Linked DNA regions of Pan troglodytes: region 2 is linked to region 1. Evidence: chromatin contacts called from public HiChIP or PLAC-seq data. All regions are on one chromosome and are shown on one strand. The core of a region is the stretch at or near the end of the contact, and the rest is flanking DNA. Distances in the headings are between cores, read along the strand shown. Region 1 holds the start of STK32B (serine/threonine kinase 32B). Region 2 holds the start of CRMP1 (collapsin response mediator protein 1).

Region 1 (3,879 bases), core at 642-3,141:
CAACTGGCTCCTTACCTGCTCACCTGCACATGCTCCAGACTAAAGATCAGGAAAAGCTGGGGCCTCTCTGCGCCCCCAAGACCCGGCACTGGTTTCTCAATGCCCTTATCACCACGGACGGTCATTCAGGGCCATTAGACTAGGAACTCCTTTAAGGAAGGCTCTCGTGGGCCTGACACAGCAGGTGCTCACTTAACCTTGACTGTGTTCGTCTATCTTTTTGAGAAGGGCTGTCCAGGCAGGCATCTGAGTAGCACTCACAGCCTTGGGAGTTCTAGAAGCCATCCATGATGTACGCACACAGCCAGTGCCCTGGGTAATGATGACAGGCACAGCTTTCAAAGCAGACTGTCCTGCCTCAAGCCCAGCTCTACTTCTTACCAGCAGTGACCAGGACAGACCCCTTTCTAAGGTAGCCACCTCAAGGGGCATGAAAAGGATTGAGTGAACACTATGTGCTAGCATGGCTGGAACATAGTAAGTGCTCAGTATGTCTCAGCTCTTACCTGGGGCACAGTGGAGACTGGCGAGTCAGCACAGTAGGAAACCAGCTTTGAGAGGCAGAGGGCTCTTAACAGATAAAAAACGGCACAGCTCGGTACTGCTTGCATTTATAAGGCACTTTTCACGTGGATTACTAGTGGTTAAGCTTCAAACAACCCTATAAAGTAGCTAGTGGTATCATAACTCACATTTCATAGATGAAGGGACTAATGTTTCAGAGAGGTGAAGTAAGTTTTCCAGGGACACGCTGCACTGGAAAGAGGGTTCTGCTAGTCCAAATAGTGAGCTCTATCGACCTGAACCGCAAGGATCCAGCCAGGAAGTTGAGATGCGGTTGGACAGCCTACACCACTTCTGCGCCAGGGGGAGGCTGCCCAGAACAGGACGCCGTCCTAGGAACCACAGAGTTTAGCAAAGAAAAGTTTCCCTCTGTCCTGGGTGATTGAGGAGAGCTGCATCCAACAGGCCCTTGCACGAGACCAAATGCGTCGTGGGCACGCGCACACACACACAGACACACGGTGCAACCCGCCCTTCCAAGCCACCTCCGTCAGCCTCGGGCTCTCAAGGAAACCTCGGTTTCCTGGGGAGCCCGAGCCTAGAAACATCCTGACTGGCCTCCGAAGTCAACTCCTCCCTTCCACACCCCCAAGTGCAGGTTTCGGGTTCAACTCTCTGAAGCCGCCTCCCCAGTCCCGCGCTAGGCACCGTCCCGACTACTAAACGGCACTGGGTACCTAGGAGTTGCCTCAGCAGAAGCGCCGCGCCTGGCACGGGTCGGGCACACACTGCATTCGCTGGGCGAAGTGGCCATGCCTGGGTCCCCGCGCCGGGCAGCATGCGGTGCCCCGCAGGGCTCGGCCGAGGGTGGTGGAGGGAGGGGATGCCCGGCCCCTGCCCGAGCGGGGCGGGGCGGCGCGAAGCGGGAATTCGCTCCTCTCGCCCTCTTACCTTCCTCATTCTCGTCAAACACGGGGGGCTTGTGGGAGTGGTTCCCGCCCATATTCCGCCGTTGCTGCCGCTGCTACATGCCCGGCCGCCGGGATGCGGGATGCGGGATGTGGGACGCGCGCAGAGATGCGGGATGCCGGGGGCGCGCCCAGTCCGGGTTGTAGCCGCGCGCGGAGCCCGAGGGGGCCGAGCACCGTGCAGGGGCGGGGACGGCGTCCCCCTTCTCCTGGACGCCCTTCGGACTGCGCTCGCAGGGACCCCGCTCTCGCCGCGCCTTCCGCCGTGCCCCGCCTCGGGCTGCGCTCGCAGGTCCTTACTCCAGTGCCCGCCCGGGAACCCGGGAGCTCCTCGCGCCGGGGCCAACGTGCGGCGCTCCTCGCCGGCTACAGCGGGCGGGAGACGCGAGGCGGCGCGGGAGCAGGGGAAGGAGGGGAAGGAGCGGGGGAGGAGGGGACGGGCGAAGGCAGCACGCAGTGGGCGGCGGCAGGGCGGAAGGAGCTGAGAAAGGGATCGGCCCGGAAGAATCTGAGTCCCTGCTCGGCCCTCCTCCCTCGGCCAGGAGCTCGGTCCCTGCAGGCAGTAAGCGGTTTGTCAGCACCCACTATGGCCAGGCCCCGGCTACGCGCTTTGTTAGCACCATCCCACATCCGCCTCCAACAACCCAGCAGTAAGAAAGCATCGTTCATATTTTAGAGTGCAGTAGACGGAGGTCTAGAGGTAGAGGGGCTCTTAGGTCGGTGGTTAGTCGGCCCTGGCTGCGAAGGGAGTCCCAGGACTTCCCGCTAGCCTGTATTTGCCCATTCATATTGGGATGGGCAGTGGAGTGTCTGCTGGCTCTCCAACCGACGCTGTTCCTCTTAAGGTTTTTCTCAGTGTTTAATGAATGAAAGTATCTGTTTAGATAATTTCTGACCCCTTAAGATTAGATACTAATCTGACCCCTTCATTGCACATGGGGAAACTGAGGCCTCAGACAGCCATAGTTTGCCCCAAACCATTCTCCCTGGGAATGGCTGGGCATGAGTCTCGGGATTCCCCCAAAATCGGGCGGCATCGGCGTCCGATTTAGGGGCGAGGCTAGCATCAGGGTCCCTGGGCTCCTGCGGCGGGAGCCTGGATCGGGAGATACGCGCCACAGTTGCGGGTGCCTGAGTAAGGGGTGCGGCAGATGCGCCCCAAGACATGTGGGGCGAGCGCGGGTTCCCAGGACGCTCCCTGAGTGACAGGCAGGTCCCCCTGCCTTGCAGTCCTGCGGGCCCAGCTCTCCGGGACTGCAGGGAATCTTTGGCCACATCCTGCCATCTGCTGGGCGCCTGGAACCACTGTCCGTGCTTTGATAGAAAGCAGGGGGGTTTTTGTGAGTCTCTCCATCCTATCTCGTCCCCCAGTCCCCGTCCCCTACCTGGTCTCTCTCTCCAGTTCTCTCCCCTTCTTTCTTTTTCTTGGGGGAAGGGTGAGGGAAGCCGGGGAGCCTAATACAGAAAAAAACAAAACAAAACAAAAAATCTCCTAAAGGCAGTGGGAAAGAACTGAGAAGGTCTGAGGCAGGCCCAGCCACCATGACCCACAGCTGGCTCTACCATTTACTGGCAATGTGTCCCACCTTGGAGTTCTCATCTGCAAAGTGGGCTGATTGATGTTAACTCCTTGGGTTGGCTGTGAGAATTATATCAGGTAATATTTATAAAAGCAGGCAACAGTGCCCGGCATATAATAAATGATGAATAAATATTTCTGGCCTTTCATTCCAGCAACAAGCATACACTGAGTGGCCAGTGTGCAGCAGGCAATGCCCTGAACACAGAGCTGGCCCCTAGCTCAAGAAGCATAGGGCGGAATGTGGACAGGCATGGGCTCTGAGCTCATTCTACCCAGGTTTCATTCTGCTTTGCCCCTCATTAGCCAGTTAACTTGGATAAATTACTTAACCTGTTCTGGACTCAGTTTCTTCATCTGAGTCCAGATGGTGCTAATAAGAGTACTTTCCCTTTCTAACATTGTTATGAGGAATATACTGATATCGTGCTAGGCTGGGCGTGGGGGCTCACACCTGTAATCCCAGCACTTTGGGAGGCTGAGGCGGGTGGATCACCTGAAGTCAAGAGTTTGAGACTAGCCTGGCCAATATGGAGAAACCCCATCTGTACTAAAAAAACAAAACTTAGCTGGGTGTGATTGCCAGGCCTCTGAGCCCAAGCTAAGCCATCATAACCCCTGTGACCTGCACATATACATCCAGATGGCCTGAAGCAACTGAAGAATCACAAAAGAAGTGAAAATGGCCTGTTCCTGCCTTAACTGATGACATTACCTTGTGAAATTCATTCTCCTGGCTCAGAAGCTCCCGACTGAGCACCTTGTGACCCTCGCCCCTGCCCCCCAGAGAACAACCCCTTTGACTTTTAATTTTCCATAACCTACCCA
Region 2 (3,887 bases), core at 562-3,061, 840 kb before region 1:
TAACTTGCTAAATGCCCACCGAGTGGATGAGCCCACGCTCTAGGCCTGGCTGAACCTCCTTGAGATTGAGGCCCTGAGGGAGCCATTTCACATCTCCCCTCCTGTTTCCTCTTTCAAGAGGAGGCAGGTAAAAATACCTACCTGCTGCACAGACCCCTTGTTGCAGGGTTGAAAGACAGTAGCTTCAGGGAGGTGTCAGCTGAGGCCACGGATCCGATGGCCCCAGGATCCTCAGTCCATGGGGCCCAAGAGTCATAAAACAAGAACATGAATCCATCTGTCTGTCTGGTATTCTTGGAGCTTGGCCACGCTGCGGGAGCTCTGGCTTGCAGCTGGCAGGGCCCGGGGTTGAAGGGACAGCTCCCAGCATGGAAGGCTATGTATGGGTGGGGGGACATTGCAAGAAGCACTGATGCTCCCCTCTGCAGTCCCCACCCAGTCCTGACTTTGCTTGTCTAGACTGGCTTGAGGAGGGGGTCGGCAGCTGGCGATTCTGCCTCTCCAGGAAGTGCAGCTGGGACTGTAGGGTCCCCAGGGACTTGCAGGATCCTCTGCCTGATAATCGTGGAGAAATGAGGGAAGGTGTCTATAGGAGGCAGGTGGTGCCTGGCCTTAGAGGAGAGTCCCAGCAGAGCGACCTCCATGACAGAGAAACCCCAGAACGCCCAGACTGCAAGCTCCAGGAGCAACAAAGGTGGACTGTGCCCCTCGAATGAGGGAATATCTGTCTGTCTGGTTGACTGCCAGCTGTGTGTGTGTGGTCATCTCTGTCTCTGTGTGTCTTTCTCTGGAGCGTTTTCATTTAAGCTTTTGACTTCCTTTATTCCTGGTGTGGACTTGTGTGTGGGCATCCTGTTGCCAGTTTATGATGCACATGTGTGGAATCGCCCTGAGCTTGCCTTTGATATTGGTGTGTTGTGTGGTGTCACTGGAGTGCACGTGTATGTGTGTGTCACTGATTCTCATGCAAGAATGTGCTTCTCTTATGTGTCTGTCGGAGTGTGCCTCTAGCATGTCCCTCTTGGCTGCTGCACCACCTTTCCTGGCCCTTACCACCTCTTGGCCCACCATATGGGTGCTTTTGTATCCAATTCCCCTCCTTAGCAGGTCAGCTCCTGGAGGGCAGGCACTTGGTCTATTTTGTCCATGGCTCTGTTCCCAGCTCCTACAACAGTGCTAGGCACTAGTGGGCGCTCAGCAAAACAATACTGACGGAATGAACGGTGTGTCCAACGCATGTGCCTCTCCAGTTGTGCAATTAATCTTGGTGTTATACTGTGTGTGAGTGGGGTTGTGAGACAATGAGGATTTCTGTTGTGTGTTTGTAATGAACTCGGAATGTGCACAAGCATATATGTGTATGTGTGTGCAACATTGAGTATGGTGTGCATGATCGAGCCCCTATGTATCTCTGGAGAGCATGTGTGATTGACTCTCGTGTGTGTGCCAGCATGTCTGTGCATCTCTCATGTGTTTGGCGTAATTGTCTGGTGTGCAGGTATGAACCCGCGTGTGCCTCCAGAGCGTGTGGGCGCGCGAGTGTACACACACGGCTCCTGCCCCGCGCTCTCCTCGCGCCCTGCGCTCCGCCTGGGGGCGGAGAGTGGGGGGTGCGGCGAGGGCACTGCGGTGCTGCGGCCCGCCCTCCGCGCTGCGGCTCGGGCGCGTCACCGTCCCTCCCCGCCCCAGCCGCGATCCCCGCCTCCTGGTCCTTTGTAGCTGGCCGCGCCGCTAGCCCGCAGCCGCCCAGAGGCCCCGCCCCGGCCCCGCCCCGGCGCGCGCCACGCCCCGCCTCTCCCCTCCCCGGGCCGCAGTCGCGCCCGGGCCGCCGCAGGCCCGCACCGAGGCGCGGAGCGCGGCGCACGGCGGTGCCCAGGGCCGCGGGCGGGCAGGCGGGAGCGCGGTGGGTGGCCGGCCTTGGACGGGTATGGCGGACCGGCGGCGCGCGTGGAACACCGAGGACGACCTGCCCGTGTACCTGGCGCGGCCGGGCAGCGCGGCGCAGACCCCGCGCCAGAAGTACGGCGGCATGTTCGCCGCGGTGGAGGGCGCCTACGAGAACAAGACCATCGACTTCGACGCCTACAGTGTGGGCCGCCGCGGCTCGGCGCGCACGCCGCGCTGCGCTGGCCGGCCCGACGCGGTCGGCCTGCCAGGGCCGGGAGGCAGCGAGGACACGGCCAGCGACGTGAGCGAGCCCTCGGGCTCCGCGGTCAGCTCTCCCGGAGAGCGCGACGAGCGGCCGCCGACGCTGCGCATCCGCTGCCCCGCGCCCCGCGACCTGCCCCTCGGCCGGGACAATGGCCAGGTACCCTCGGGGTGCGCGCGGGCCAGACGAGGGGGGCGGGCCCCGGGAGGACCCAGGGCATGGGGCGCCCGAGGGCCATGCCCGGGCCCCGGTGTTGGGGCAGCGGCCGCCAGGCTGGGGAGAGCCACGGCGCGGCCCCTCCCCCACCTCATCATGCAAGAGGTTCCCAGAGCTGGGGCGACTCGGTCGGGGCTGGCCGGCGTGGTCCGTGAGACTCGGAAGGGATCGCCCGGGTCCAGTCCCGGCTCCTCTTCTACAGAAAGGGAGAGAGGTTCTGAGAGGGGAAGTTGGCTAAAGCTACCGCATGGACGCTTAAACGCGAAGGAACCTCTGGGATGAATCTAACCCAGGCCCCTCATTCTGTTTTGTGAAAAGAACTGGAGCTCCGTTCCGTGTTGGTCCATTCATCCATCCACTCAGTCGGTAGTAATTATAGAGCACCTACTGTGTGCCGGGCCCCGGGAGAGGTTCCGCGAGTCGCCTGCGGCCACACAGCTTAAAGCTGGAAGGAGCTTTTTTTCCGAGCGCTCCCCTCATGCTTGCTGGGGGGAAGGATTTGGTTAAGGATTTAGTTCGTCGGGCAGTTGGAGCCGTAAACCCCTACCCTCAAGCGCCAGTAGATTCAAGGGGCACTCCTGAGCTCCACAGCACACACCGATGTGCCTGCTTCACAGAGCAAGGTGGAGGTAGAGCTGGGATTTGAACTGGGGTCTCTAGCCTCCCAGACCTGAGCATGGGGCCGGGAGGATCAGGGAGAGGGAACGCTAGGGCTTGGGCCCTGCGGGTATTCTCTCTTGAGCTGGGGGTCACCAGGGAACTGGGGGAAGAAGGGCGGATGGACGGCGTAGCCTTTGGATGGACCGACGAGAGCCAGGGTCAGGTGCCAGAAAAACGGAAGTTGGAGCATCCGAGGGCTGGGGAGCTTTCGAATTGGTCCAGACCTGGATGCCGGAGAACTGCTAGGTGCCAGGCCCAGGGTAGGCGCTAGGTCCCTGGCTCAGCAACCTGGCCCCACCCTCCAGAAGTTCCCAGGCTAGGGTGAGCGACGGATTCATTGTGAGAATTAAATCAGTTAATGCCGGTCGGTAGTGAGCATTCAATAAATGTTTGTTGTTAACTTTTATTACAATCATTATCATTTTAATTAAACCTTGCCCTCTTAAATGCTATGAGTGACCCAAAGTGAGCCAGGAGGGAAGCAGAGCTTGATCGGGGCAGATATCTGGGAGGGCTTCCTGGAGGAATAGGAGCAGGGAACTGGTAAACACGGTGGTGGGCCTCTTCGGGCCCCATCCCTTCGCGGGCGGGCTTTCTGTTGCTCCAGAGCTCTCCGTGGTCCTGAAGCCGGAGCCTCGCGAGGGAGAGGTCCAACAGCAAGGGTGTGTGTGTGTGTGTGTGTGTGTGTGTATGTGTGTGTGGTGGTGGGGTGATCAGAAAGGGAGATGGTGCGAGAGTCCAGCTTCCTCTTCCCCCACCCCTTCTTTATCTCCCCCTGTCCACTACCTTCCCTGGTGGTCCGACCTCTCTTGGGATCCAAACTCCCTAGCCCGATGGGGAGGCTTCTGGGCCGCGGGCCGAG

The links. HiChIP or PLAC-seq counts read pairs in DNA pulled down with a chosen protein or histone mark.
Region 2: a contact with region 1 is called in an H3K4me3 HiChIP or PLAC-seq map of stem cell-derived excitatory neurons, with 3 times the contacts expected there. The contact joins the promoter of CRMP1 here to the promoter of STK32B in region 1. A contact is called at or near these places in 1 of 7 Hi-C or Micro-C datasets (stem cell-derived neural progenitor cells) and 1 of 1 datasets of contacts at active chromatin or transcription factors (stem cell-derived excitatory neurons).

What each region holds. Positions count from the first base shown.
Region 1 is chr3:5,376,083-5,379,961 of NHGRI_mPanTro3-v2.0_pri, reverse strand. It overlaps STK32B (serine/threonine kinase 32B), which reads right to left and starts at 1,891. Exons shown (of 11, transcript XM_024356003.3): 1 at 1,456-1,891. The coding sequence starts at 1,507.
Region 2 is chr3:6,213,794-6,217,680 of NHGRI_mPanTro3-v2.0_pri, reverse strand. CRMP1 (collapsin response mediator protein 1) reads left to right here and starts at 1,811. Exons shown (of 14, transcript XM_003310238.5): 1 at 1,811-2,308. The coding sequence starts at 1,928.